4 separate regions of the Mus musculus genome follow, and regions 1, 3 and 4 are each linked to region 2. A link is a contact called in public promoter capture Hi-C data. All regions are on one chromosome and are shown on one strand. Each heading gives the region's core, a stretch centred on a gene start, on an enhancer-like site or on the middle of the called end of the contact. The rest is flanking DNA. Distances are from core to core; before and after follow the strand shown.

What was found. Promoter capture Hi-C pulls out the DNA fragments that hold promoters and counts their contacts.
Region 1: a promoter capture Hi-C map of liver shows a contact between it and region 2, with 7 times the contacts expected there. The contact joins the promoter of 4930429P21Rik here to the promoter of Twf2 in region 2. A contact is called at or near these places in 3 of 39 promoter capture datasets (liver and pre-B cells) and 1 of 9 other capture datasets (liver).
Region 3: a promoter capture Hi-C map of pre-B cells shows a contact between it and region 2, with 5 times the contacts expected there. The contact joins the enhancer-like site here to the promoter of Twf2 in region 2. A contact is called at or near these places in 8 of 39 promoter capture datasets (the 3T3-L1 cell line, the C10 cell line, cranial neural crest and 4 more), 1 of 115 datasets of contacts at active chromatin or transcription factors (large pre-B cells) and 1 of 9 other capture datasets (liver).
Region 4: a contact with region 2 is called in a promoter capture Hi-C map of liver, with 9 times the contacts expected there. The contact joins the promoter of Cyb561d2 here to the promoter of Twf2 in region 2. A contact is called at or near these places in 6 of 39 promoter capture datasets (the C10 cell line, cranial neural crest, liver and 2 more), 1 of 484 Hi-C or Micro-C datasets (CD4 T cells), 5 of 115 datasets of contacts at active chromatin or transcription factors (astrocytes, bone marrow-derived macrophages, embryonic midbrain and 2 more) and 3 of 9 other capture datasets (adipose tissue, liver and pancreatic islet).

Annotation. Positions count from the first base shown.
Region 1 is chr9:107,352,388-107,355,330 of GRCm38.p6, forward strand. 4930429P21Rik (a long non-coding RNA gene) reads right to left here and starts at 1,671. Exons shown (of 5, transcript XR_003948243.1): 1 at 1,348-1,671.
Region 2 is chr9:106,201,625-106,204,866 of GRCm38.p6, forward strand. Twf2 (twinfilin actin binding protein 2) reads left to right here and starts at 1,484. Exons shown (of 9, transcript NM_011876.3): 1 at 1,484-1,660. The coding sequence starts at 1,636.
Region 3 is chr9:104,242,769-104,245,724 of GRCm38.p6, forward strand. All of the region lies in intron 2 of Dnajc13 (DnaJ heat shock protein family (Hsp40) member C13), which reads right to left. Among named protein-coding and RNA genes, the nearest start is that of Dnajc13, 19 kb to the right of the region's middle. Within about 2 kb of position 1,518, at least 57 of the 459 cell types and tissues checked have an H3K27ac peak or open chromatin away from gene starts, as enhancers often do. A contact at or near this core is called in pre-B cells, where this site is marked.
Region 4 is chr9:107,540,385-107,543,457 of GRCm38.p6, forward strand. It overlaps Cyb561d2 (cytochrome b-561 domain containing 2), which reads right to left and starts at 1,809. Exons shown (of 4, transcript NM_001357289.1): 1 at 1,651-1,809; 2 at 1,113-1,266; 3 at 619-656; 4 at 1. The coding sequence starts at 1,239. It overlaps Nprl2 (NPR2 like, GATOR1 complex subunit), which reads left to right and starts at 1,825. Exons shown (of 11, transcript NM_018879.2): 1 at 1,825-2,069; 2 at 2,598-2,689; 3 at 2,784-2,952. The coding sequence starts at 1,992.

The DNA.
Region 1 (2,943 bases), core at 421-2,920, 1.2 Mb after region 2:
TTTTACAAAGAACAAATAAATTTTTTTTTCAAGAATCCAAGAGCAAAGCCCAGTGAATGCTAGAGCCTTCATTCAAGAGAGGCATTACAAACTGGGTAGGAGTCAAAGGTGCTGAGACTTACCTGAGAAGACAGTTTCCTCCCCTAGCCCCTGCTCCAGGCACAGGACTGTGCATTAAACAGCCTGCTTCTCAGACCATCCCAGTTTGCACTTCTCAATTCTCACGGTACATCTAGGAACGTGACATCCTTGGAACTTGGTTGGACCCCTGAACAGCAGACCTGAGATCCCTGTATGTCAAACAGGGACCAGTAGGAGGTGGGAAGCTAGAGCCCTTTGAGGTCCCCCAGAAGTCTGGTTTCTATATTATATCTGGCATTGAGAAGCTGGAACCTGCAGGCAGGGGAAGCTGGGAGGGGTGGTCTTTCTCCAAGGCTAGGGATTCTATCTCTGATGGCTCAGGCTAGCTCTGATCAGTAAGTTACCGCCTGGGCTAGTGTCTTAGGGTTTCTGTTGCTATGGTGAAACACCAGGACCATAAACAACTTGGCGAGGAGGAAAGGATTTGATTTCAGTTTACAGTTTCACATTGTAGCCCATCACTGAAAGAAGTCATGGCAGGAGCTTGGATGCAGGAGTCGGTACAGAGGCACCATATAGGGTGCTGCTTACTGACTTGCTCCTCATGGCTTACTCAACGGCTTTCTTATACACCCCAGGACCACCTGCCCAGGAGTAGCACTACCCACAGTGACCTGGGCCTTCCCAAATCAATTACCAATCAGGAAACTGCACCACAGGCTTGTCTACCAACCAAAGGGATGGGGGGTCTTCTCAACTGAGGGTCTTTCTTCCTAAATGACTCTAACTTGTGTCAAGTTGGCATAAAAATACCCAGCATAGCTTAGTCCTTATATTTAGTTGCAACCTCCAGACAGCTTGAACTCCTACTAGCTTGGAAGCAGAGAGAATCGGTCACAGGAGGACGTCCTCCCTAGTGTCCCCCACCGTGTGTAGTTTCTAGAATGTGCAGGGGGGCTAGCAGGGCAGGAGGGGGTCCAGGATGCTGATGATGTCACTAGTGAGTCCCGGAGCCCATTAAGCTTCTCACTGGCCCCTGGATTCCGAGTTCCGCCAGACAAATGAACCTTCTAAATAATATTTCCTGGTGGATCCACATAGGGGAGACACAGATCCTCACAGTGGCCTAAAAGGTGACAACAGCAAACATTACCCAAAGTGGTCAGAAATGTAAACAGGCCAGTTCTAGGGCTGTGGAGGGTTTGAAAAAGACCGAGAATCTGCCTGGAGGGTGGTGAGCTTGGAGAGAGGCTGACTTTCTCTTACCTGGTAGGTAGAAAGCTTGGAGAGAGGCTGGGACTCTCTCCTCTCTCTTGCCTCCTGCCGCACCCCGCTGAGAATATTGGGTACCAAGCTCTCTGTTCTGGGAGATGTTTCTTGAGGCTCCCACGCACATCACCACATGATCTCCAGCCTAGACCTCTCCATCAGAGGCTTGGCCTGGCCCAGAGCAAGACAGGAGGGTCCCTGGGCCAGGCACCCACTGCCTCTTCCATTCTCCCTGGCACCAGGTGCTTTGGTCTATCAGGTGACTGGCAGGCCTCAAGATTCCTCTGAGAGTTCAGGTCTGACATCACAGTGCTCCAGACATCCCTCTTACCACCCACCTTGATTGTCCCAGAGGCTGAGATTTGGGCTAGGTTCTATTTTGCAAAGCTACACACACACACACACACACACACACACTGCTTCCTTCAGTCCATCTGGGTGCTTCTACGAGCACTTCTTCAGTCAGCCTGTTTATAGTGCAGTGGGATGCGGTGGGGGGTGGGGGTGGGGGAGTAGGGAGGGGAGCTCTCAGATCCTGACACAAGAGTTATTGACATGTGGCATCCTTTCTTCCAGACCTCACTCAGAGAGCACAGGCTGAAGCAAGCATTTTCTGTGTGTCTGACATGTGAGGGACAGCCTGCCTTTCAGGACCCACTCTGCTGGCTTAGAGAAAGGGTACTGACCAGAGCTGCTTCCAAAGTTTTAGTCAGGGGAGGCTGCCTAGAGAAGGCACAGAGACATACATGCCCAGTCACTTTCTCTTTCTGCTTGCTGGCCAGGATGTGGGTATGGCTCTGGCCAGCCTATGACTTTTCCCAAGAAATCCCGTGGAAGTTAGCTCTCTCTCCTAGCAAGCTCCGTGGTACCCAGAAGATCTCACAGTCCAGACAGATTCCCTTGTGGTGACCACTCAGGCTTTCCCATCTCAGAGGCAGCTGGAAACCCAGCACAGTAGGTCCCTCATCCACAGCCTGGGGACGAACTTCTGCAGTCATACAATTTAAAGCTTTTTTTCTGGATCCTGGAGCCCCTTAGATCTAAAGCTGGAGATGAGAGCTAACCCCTCAGAAGCTGTCCAAGGAAGGGGACTTAGCAAAATCATCTTAGAGGCCTGGCACCTATGAGCCTAGAGGAGTCAAGATGGTGAGAATAGATGGAAACCTGTCTGCTTGGTACCCAGGCACCCATCTGACATGACCCAGGAGGGCAGAAGACAGGCTTAGGCAAAGGCTGAAGGTTGGATGAAGGCCCAGAGTCCAGCTGCCTGCACTGGTGGGGCTGGAATCTGTGTCTTGCCATGGCTATGATCCTGCTGGATGTCACAACTCAGGGGGCTGCCTTGTGACCTGGAAGGGGAGGACAGGAAAACACCCAATCCTGGTACAGGTCACCCTCACAATGACTTCCCCTGGTCACCCCTCACCCGACTGCTCTTATGATCCCTCAGGACCCTCAGCCTTTCTCTTCCAGACTCACCTGGCTTTTCATCTTTGACCCAGCCAATAGGTTCTCGATTTTGACTAAAACAAGGCAAAGGGAAGCCGAGCATGATGTGTCTGTCTGCCACCCCAGCATTTTAGAGGCACAGAC
Region 2 (3,242 bases), core at 234-2,733:
AGTTATTTGCCAACATACCTGATTTATGTAGTGCTAAGGATCAAACCTAGTACTTCACACATGTCACGCAGGTTAGAATGATCTATCAGCTGAGCCAGCCCAAGGATGCCATTTGAACTTGAGTTCTCTCACAGATTTGGGGTGTGTGTGTGTAGTATATACATACACTGTGTATGTTAGAGTACAATGTGGAAACCAGAGGTGGATGCCAGCCAGTCAGCCTCTATTGCGCTTTCTCTCTCTCTCTCTCTCTCTCTCTCTCTCTCTCTCTCTCTCTCTCTCTCTCTCTCTCTCTCTCTCTCTCTCTCTCCATTTGGCTGGGTTGGCTGACTAATAAGCAAATAAGCCCCAATAGGTATTGGCCTGTCTCCTCAAACTCCCTCTCCCAAGGTCCCCAGCCTCCCTGCACAGTCCAAGGGGAAAGCCAAGTGTCTTCATTCTGTTGCCGGGAATCTGAAATTATATGCTAACTCAGCACTTTACTGACTGAGCCATCTCTCATTAAGTTATCTATTTTTTAAAGTTTTTATTTATTTCAGTAAAAAAAAAATTTTGGTGTGTGTCTGGGTGTTTGGCCCGCATGTATCTATGTGCACAATGTCCGTGTCTAATCCCAGGAGGCCAGAAGAAGGAACAGTTGTGTCATGTGGGTGCTGGGAACCAAACTTGAGTCCTATGCAAAAGCAGCTAATGCTCTTGACCACTGAGCCATCTGTCCAGTCCCGTTTATCTATTTTTTAATAACAAGGTCCAGGGTGGAGAGATGTTTCTGAGGTTAAAGAGTACTAGCTGCTATTCGGCCGTTAGTCTGTAAGAGCAGTAGGAAAGGCTGCTGGGAATAGAGGCAAGGTCATTAGGAATTGGGAAGTTCCTCAGGTTGACTTCCAGTCCTTCCACCACTGGGTCACACTTAGCACATGCACCGTCTTTTTGGAAAACTTTCCTCAGCCTTGTTAGGTCACCTCGGTCTCTCCTACCGTATTCCTTCCAAAATTCATTTCCTCCTATGGCCATTCACTTTCTCAGCGTTGGGCTCCAGACACCGTGCACCTGATGACTGGTAGGAAATCAGTACACACACACACACACACACACACACACACACACACACACACACACACACACACACACACACACACATACACACACACACACTCACACTCACGACCACACACGAGCGCGTGCCCACCTACACTGAGATCACCTCACCATCACAAACGGGTACGCCTGGATCGGCCCTCACTCTCAAACCTCCTCCGCGGCAAGCTCACAGCCCCTCCCACGCCCAAGTGCGGATCCGCCCACAGACCTCCAGGATCCTGGCCTACAAGGGACCACCCACACAATCCCTTGGGGCCCCTTCTTGGCCATGAAGGTGGTAGCGGCCGGGCACTGGGCCATCCGGACCCCGGCGCCCGCTGCGCGCACGCGCGGCACCAATGCCCGCCTCTGCCGGCCTCGCCCTCCGGGGGCGGGGCGCGCTGGGGGCGGGTCCTGCGGCACCGCCCGGGAAGCTGCGCGAGGCTCGGTGCCGTCGCCACATCCTCCGGAGCTCTGGGTCCAGGCGAGCCGAGTCGAGCCGGGCCAGGACCAAGAGGAGAACTCCGACGGCACGGGCGAGCCGAAAGCTGAGCCATGGCGCACCAGACCGGCATCCACGGTGAGGGCGGATGGAGGGCGGACAGGGGCTCCGCCGCGCTGGTTCTCCGCGCTAGGTCCCTTCATCCTTCTCTTCCTTGTACCCTCCTGGGAAGCTTCCTGTTCTCTTTTGCAACCGCGAGTCCCTGGGATGGACACGTCTTGGGGCAGAACAGACTGTTGTACATAGCTGGGAGTGGGTGCACATGGATGCACACAGCGAGGGTGGAAGTATCTTGTGTACCCAACTGGGGGCGGATGTGCCTGTGTATACTGGTCTGGGTATTTTTGTTCTTTTCTGGAGGTGGGGTGTACCCGGATGTGCACATCTGGAAAAGTGTACATGGGTGTACACATGTTCTCTGTATACAGTCCAGTATGTGCACATCTGGATGAGACTTGGTTATGCCTGTCCAGGCTTCTTCGTGTGCATGCACTAGTGGCTGGTTTTGGACACTCTAGGTTCCATCTCAGACATCAGTGTTTCCTGGCTGCACGCACAGAAACTGTGGGTATCTGCATGTGTGCACAGTTCAGGCACATCTCAGTATGTGTGTGTTAGCATGGGTGTTTGCATGGGTGTCTTATGACTGACATGGGCTTATGTGTATGTGTGGAGAGGGTAGCCTGACCTTTTCTCCTTTCAGGACCCCTAGACTCTTGCAGACTAGGTTGGACAGAAGCTGGAATGGAGCCCTCCTTCTTAAGTAGAATGGGGAGAACTGCACATCTGACCTTGGCCTCTGACTTCTTCCCTTTTCCATTGTGATCTCTCTATCGCTGCTCCAGCCAGGCCTGCAAAGTCCCAACTTCAAGCTGGAAGCAGGGGAACGGGTCAGGATTCAGACTTTATAGGGGAGCTCCTGCCTCCACCCTCATCTACAGGAAGCTTCTACAGCCCAGGGCGTGACACCCATAGCCCCCCTCCAGGGCCCCAGTTTCCTCCTTGGAGAGACTTAAGAAAGAAGCAATAGCTGGGAGCCAGGTATTTTGTCCCCATTTGTTATGGGCCTGGAAGGGCTGCTTCCCTGGCCAGTAGGGAAGGCCAGGCTGCTTGCCCAGACAGCTTGTTGGTTTGGCCATCAGCCACTCCTACCACCACATCATGATTCCCTGACCAGGGCTACCACCATCGACCAGCCTGACTGCCGGAATCCCTGCCTGCGGTTGTGGCTGCTTGGTGGATGGACAAGCCAAGAGACTTTCCCTGCCCTAGCCCATCCCCATCCTGTTTGTCCTGAGCATGCAGGGACCTGGATCAAGCCTGGCCACCCACAGGTGGGCCAGCCTCTCCTAGAGATGGAGGAGCAGGTTTCTTGAGTCAGCCCCAAAGAGGGGAACTGTCAGGGTAAACTGCTGCCTGGCCTGCCCCTTCCTTCCTCTTTGTCTGGTCTGAGCTGCTATCTCCAAGAGGGAGGAGGTGCTACGAAGTTTTACACACACACACACACACACACACACACACTGCTTACAGATCCTGTGGCCAAGGCTCTGCCCTATCCCTTCATTCCCTATGAAGTGAGACAGGCCTGCCCAGGGGAGCCTCCCAGTCTCCTGCCTATGAGGATGTGCACCTTCTTTTGTGCCTGCTGGAAGTGGCAAGA
Region 3 (2,956 bases), core at 268-2,767, 2.0 Mb before region 2:
AGTTTATCTGTATCCTATAATAGTTTTGCTTTGGCGTTTTTAAAGACCTCTCTTAAGTATCCTACGTTACATTCCAACCAACAGTCTAAAGGCCACTTCCTATCTGTCGTCCCCAGGACCTGCCTTTAGTCTTCCTGGTGATGCCATTCTTAATAAGGTGAAGTGACACCTTGCAGTTTCACTACATTTCCCTGATGATTAAAGACCCTGAGCATTTTTTCACACGTGTGGTCATCTGCATGTTTTTAAAATGACTATGTAGTGCTTTTGTCCCCAGCTTTTTGTCTGTTTGGCTCCTGGAGTTCCTTCCAGGTTCTGACTATTAGCCCCTGGTCAACTGAATAATTTGCAGGTGACATTCTCTCACTCTGGAGCGCGTCCCCACTTGCTCTGGTTCAGTAGCAGGCTTCCAGTTTGATGGCATGTGTTTATTTTGCTTTCTTTTCCTGTGCTTGAGAGTCTTGTTACTCTATCCTGCCCCCCCCCCCCAAATCTTAGCCATTTCAATACCTTAAAATATTTCTGTGTTTTCTTCTCAACATTTTGGTTTAGGCCCTGTATTGGGATTGGTTTTTCGAACTGGTGAGAGGTGAGGGTGTAGTATCATCATCTGTGTCTTTGTGTACATCCAACTTTCCCAGCACTAGCACTGTAAAGGCCATCCCTCCTCAACTCACCACCGCCATGGATGCTAGGTCTACACTAGCCTCTACTCGGCTCCAAAGCTCTGCTTTACCCAGGGCCATGCTACTTCAATCTCTACAGCTTTGTTCAATGTGGAGTAAGCTACATAAGACCTCTTGCTTTCTTTTCCCTCAGGGAGGCTTTAGCAACCTGGGGTTTTGTGGTCGTTTTATTTGGATTTGAGAATTTCTTTTTACGTTGTGAAGAAAAGAAAAAGGCATCTCTTCTCTTGTCCAGCTTGCTCCTGAACATAAGCATAACAAGTTACCGGCTTCACTGTCCTCCTCTCCTCCCCTCCCCTCACCCCCATCCTGCTCTGGGGTCAGTCACCATGACTGTCTCTAATATGAGCATCTGTCACTGAATTTCACAGGCCAAATGTCAATTTTCTACTAGTACTGTGCTTAAAATCCTGTTTGGATACTAAAGTCCCATTCAAATTTATAGCATCTGCTCTGCCAACAAATACTGGAGTGATCCAGGAGAAGTCCATCCTCGTAGATTCCATCTAGAAAAACCAACATGTGACTCTGAAGTTCCCACAGTGGATCTGCACTTCCACTTTAGCTGAACATCTGTTCCTTCCTTCCGGCCTTAAGTGGCTTGCTTAACCCAAAGAGGACATTTTTTTCATGGAAGAAAAGTGCTTTTACTCTCTGTAGTCTCCCTTTCTTGTTCCCAGAAGAAACATGTAATTAAATTATGTATGGACTTCCCGAGTGGGAGAAACAAGTAGAGAAGAAAGCTGCTTTGCCAGCCCGTGGACTAGACTCACAACAACCCTTTACTCATAAAAGCAGGAAGCACCTGCAAGTGAGGCCCGGTGGGACCGCACAAAGATACAGAAATGGGTCACGTGACATCTCTGAGGCACAACCTGGAAGGTTATCTCTAAGTGAGGCCCGTGAAGAGAAAGCAGAGGTACGTATTCATTTGATTGCCACAATCAGTAAATTTCCCCAGATGGAATAGCAATGTGTATGTGTCTAGAATCTCTTAAAACAGGCCCCAATTCTTAAAAAAAAAAAAAAAAACAAAGAAAAGAAAAAATATCACATGGAGAATGTATTGTATAAATACATTTTTAGAGAGAAGGTTCAACTAGGAATTAAAAATAAAATTTTGATTCATGGCTGGGTAGTGGTGGCACACGCCTTTAATCCCAGCACTTGGGAGGCAGAGGCAGGCGGATTTCTGAGTTCCAGGACAGCCTGGTCTACCGAGTGAGTTCCAGGACAGCCAGGGCTACACAAAGAAACCCTGTCTTGAACCCCCCCCCCACAAAAATAATAAATAAATAATAAAATTTTGATTCGTGTTTTAATTTTTTTATGTTAAGACTGTTGAAGAATATTTTAAACTCAGATTCAAATTGGTCAGAAAATAAATAAGAACAATGGATTTTAGTGCTGCACGATGCACACAGCAAACTGAAACCACTGAGAAAAGGGGATTGAAAAGAAAACCCTGTTGAAAGGAACCGCCAAGTAAGTGGAAGGTCTTCTGTTTATGGGTGGGAAACATTAGCTCTGCCGAGTCAACGCCACTAAAACCCCAGCCACTTGCAGTGAGATTAACAATTCTCTGAAAAAGTGATACAGCAGTACAAGAAATGCAGAATAGTCAACATTACTCTGAGGTTGCAGCCTCATACCTCCCTGTCTCAAAGGGTAGAAAACTACATTAAATCAAACCAACACATTAGGGACTTTATCACAGATGGGTATCCAGATCAATGGAATCAAATTGAGAATTCACATTTTGGCAAGGGTGTCAAACATTCAATGGGAAAAGAATGGTCTTTTCTTTTCAACAAGTGATTCAAGTATATGTAGATCTTCATTGCACACCACATAAAATTAATTAAAATTAAAGTTATAGAAGTCACAAAAGGAAATCCATTGTAACCTTAGATTGCTTCTTACAAATGACAAAAAGAACAAGAGACACAAAAGAAGACAAGATGGATTTCATGAAAATTAAAAACTGTGTACTTTTATACAATGGCATCAGGAGAGTTGGAAGGCATCCCTCAGCACTGGAACAATACGTGCCAAACACTGATCTAGGATAGGATTTGTGTTTAAAGTAAAGAATTTCTATAGCTGAGCAATCGGAGAGAGAACTTAATTAAAAATGGGTGAATGAGATTCACACCACCTTGTAAACACCAGTTTTCTCTAACTATGCTCAATGAAATTATGAGAGAATACACACACAGTATTCTACAAGGGTAGAAACTATACTCCCTAACATATAAGTTCATAAAGCA
Region 4 (3,073 bases), core at 559-3,058, 1.3 Mb after region 2:
ACTGAGGAGACAAAAACTCAAGTGAGCTCTGAGCACTTAACCCTCCACAAAGGTGCACCCCCTTCCGTCCCCTTCCCCCAAGGACAAAATGCTGCACTTGATAAGATGAAGGCCCTGTGTGGCACAAAATGGCTGCCCTGAGTAGTTAGAGCTGCCTCTCCAGACTTCTTCCTGGGTGTTTTTCTGAAATGTCACCTCGGCTATGTGACCCAGCAAACAAGGTTTGAGACATGGCAGTTATAAATGATTCACAAGCTTTGTCTCCCTTCCATGGGGCAGGATACAATTTCTTGGCAAGAGCTAGCCACACGGGTGCACTGTTTCAGGGACAATTAGATGCATCACCAGAAATTAAGGTTTTTAGGGACAGAGCAGCCTCCAAATGCCATTTCTCAGCTTCCTAGCTGGAGGTGAGAGAAGCCGCCCTTTTGTGCTTGGGTGAGCTTCATCTGTTCGTCCTGGGTCATGAATACCGTTTTCAAGCCTTGGATATTCGTCAGAAGCAGGAGTGAGGACATACAGCTCGTCTACACTGGCACTAAATGCCTACAAGGATTCTGAGAGCCACCAACAACGCCCACATTCTACCCCTAAAAGCTACCCAAACCCACTACTTACAGCCAGAGACATAAGAACGGGGTGCCAGGAGAACAGACCTGGAATGAGAAGAGGGCGCCTCATGGAACTAGGGAAAAAGAAACCAGCATACCAGGCTCTATAGCCGGGATGGACAGCCCATCCATCACCCAAGGAGGGGTCAAAATGCGAGCCTCCTCCAGTAACAAGCTCATCTTACCCACCCCCTGTTCTCTTCCCTGGACAGAAAGCACGCTCTGCCACTCCTCTGGCGGCTCCTTCCTCCAGCATCCCCACAAGTCAGGAATGAAATGCCAAATCAAAGGAAGAGAAGCCATGTACTTAAAGCTTGCCCTGGCGGGCAGAGCCCCCACACTGGTCTGCTCTTCCCACGACGTTAAATACGTTCAACAGAGAATATCCTTCAGCCAGTCAATCCTGTTCTCAGGAGTTACGCCCATCGTTTCCTACTGCCCCCTGTTCCCCAAGAGAAGTAGCTTTTCCCTTCCCATAAGTGGACTATGAATTCTACTTACTGGAGCCAGGTCTGGCAAGCACAGCAACAAAGATGGTAAAGCCTAACGCCACGAGGTGGGCTGCAGCCCCAGAGGCAGTGCGCAGAGCTCGGTAGATATGCGACTCCGTCTCCACAGAAAGGGCCATGGTCAGCCCAGCCGATAGCTGCACAGCCTGAAAGCATCGTAGGCGTTGGCAAGAGTGCCCACTGTCCACGCCCCTCACTGGGGACAGTAACTCAGGACAGAAATGGCACCTTTTCCCGGAGAAGTTATGACAGGAGCAGAGTAGTGCCGGCACTAACAGTCCCAACTTAGCAGTCTACCTGTCAAACACCTGTATTTGAAGTGGTAACGATCGCACCTTCCAAGTGGGAGGAGGAAGACTACAAATCCCAGAATGCAGCACGTCATCGTTAGCCGGAACGGAAGGCGTGGAGCACTACGGGAATTGTATTTCCCAGCTGCTTCCCTACCTAAGCGTGAATTTCTTTGCACACTGCCTCCCCATGTGCACCTGACACGCTGTACCTCCACCGTAGAATTTTGCCCTCCTCACCTGCTTCTCAGGTTCTACGCAGTGACTTCCTCCAAAATAAACTGGACCCTCGGCCCCGCCAGCCGCGCCACCGCTCCGTTACGGAGTAGCTTCACTTCCGGGTGCGATGTCTACCCACCCGAGACTTCCTGGGACAAGCCCCCTCCCATCCCATCCAGCGGCAACCACGCCCCCTGAGTCGCCCTGCGCAGGCGCTGTTGAGTTGACGGCTCGTTGGGTTTGCGCTCACAAACCTGTGTGACCTACCCGGGCCTCTTTCTCTTTTTGACAGGGTATTCCAAGGCGTAGAGGCGATCCCCACACGAAAAACAGGGATTACAGACTTGGATCCAGACAGCGCCATGGGCAGCAGCTGCCGCATCGAATGTATATTCTTCAGCGAGTTCCACCCAACGCTGGGACCCAAAATTACCTATCAGGTGCCTTCCACACTCCCGGACTAGGCGAGGGGAGGGATGCTCTCTGGAGCTCAGCTGGCCGCCTGGAGGGGTTGTGGTTCATCCACGCGTGTCTCTTCCATTGAATGGAGAGGGTACACAGACCCAGGTCTCCGGTTTCTAGTGTGGGGGAGGAGTTTTGTCCCCCAAACTGAATCAGGTTCTAGTGTGGGGGAGGAGTTTTGTCCCCCAAACAGAATCAGGCTATAGGTTTCGGGGAGGTGCTAAGGCTCATGAAGGTTTAGATGACCCAAGAGAAACACTGGACCAAGACAAATGATATATAAAAGTTAGGTGAGGGTAGAAAGGGGTATTCCAGGTAGTGGGAATAGTGAACGCAAAAGCCAAGGGAGCTTGCCAAAACATAGCATGTGTTTGGAAGCACAAAGTAGACCACTGGGTGGATGAGGGAAGAAAACGGTAGAGGGACTTGTGCCTGGGTGGGCTGTAAAAATCTGCCCGGACCCAACGTCCACTGAGGGAGCTCTCTCTCATGGCTGCCTTCTCCAGGTCCCTGAGGATTTCATCTCGCGAGAACTGTTTGACACGGTCCAGGTGTACATCATCACCAAGCCCGAGTTACAGAACAAGCTCATCACTGTGTGAGGCTTTAGTTGGGTGGGAGGAGAGGGGTCCCAGCCTGGCTTGGGGGTGGGGGTGGGGGCGGGGCAGGCTGACTCTGTTCTACCTCTCCAGCACAGCCATGGAGAAGAAGCTGATTGGCTGCCCCGTGTGCATTGAACACAAGAAGTACAGCCGCAATGCTCTCCTCTTCAACCTGGGCTTTGTGTGTGACGCTCAGGCTAAGACTTGTGCCCTGGAACCCATCGTTAAAAAGCTGGCCGGCTACTTGACCACGCTGGAGGTCTGCAGCAAGATGGGGCCAGGGTGGGTGGGTGGGTGCGTCCGTGGTGGGCACAGGTGGGGAGAGAGTTCCTGTGTCTTGAATCCCCAGCCTCCAGCAGCTAGCTCCATGTTGCTGCAGC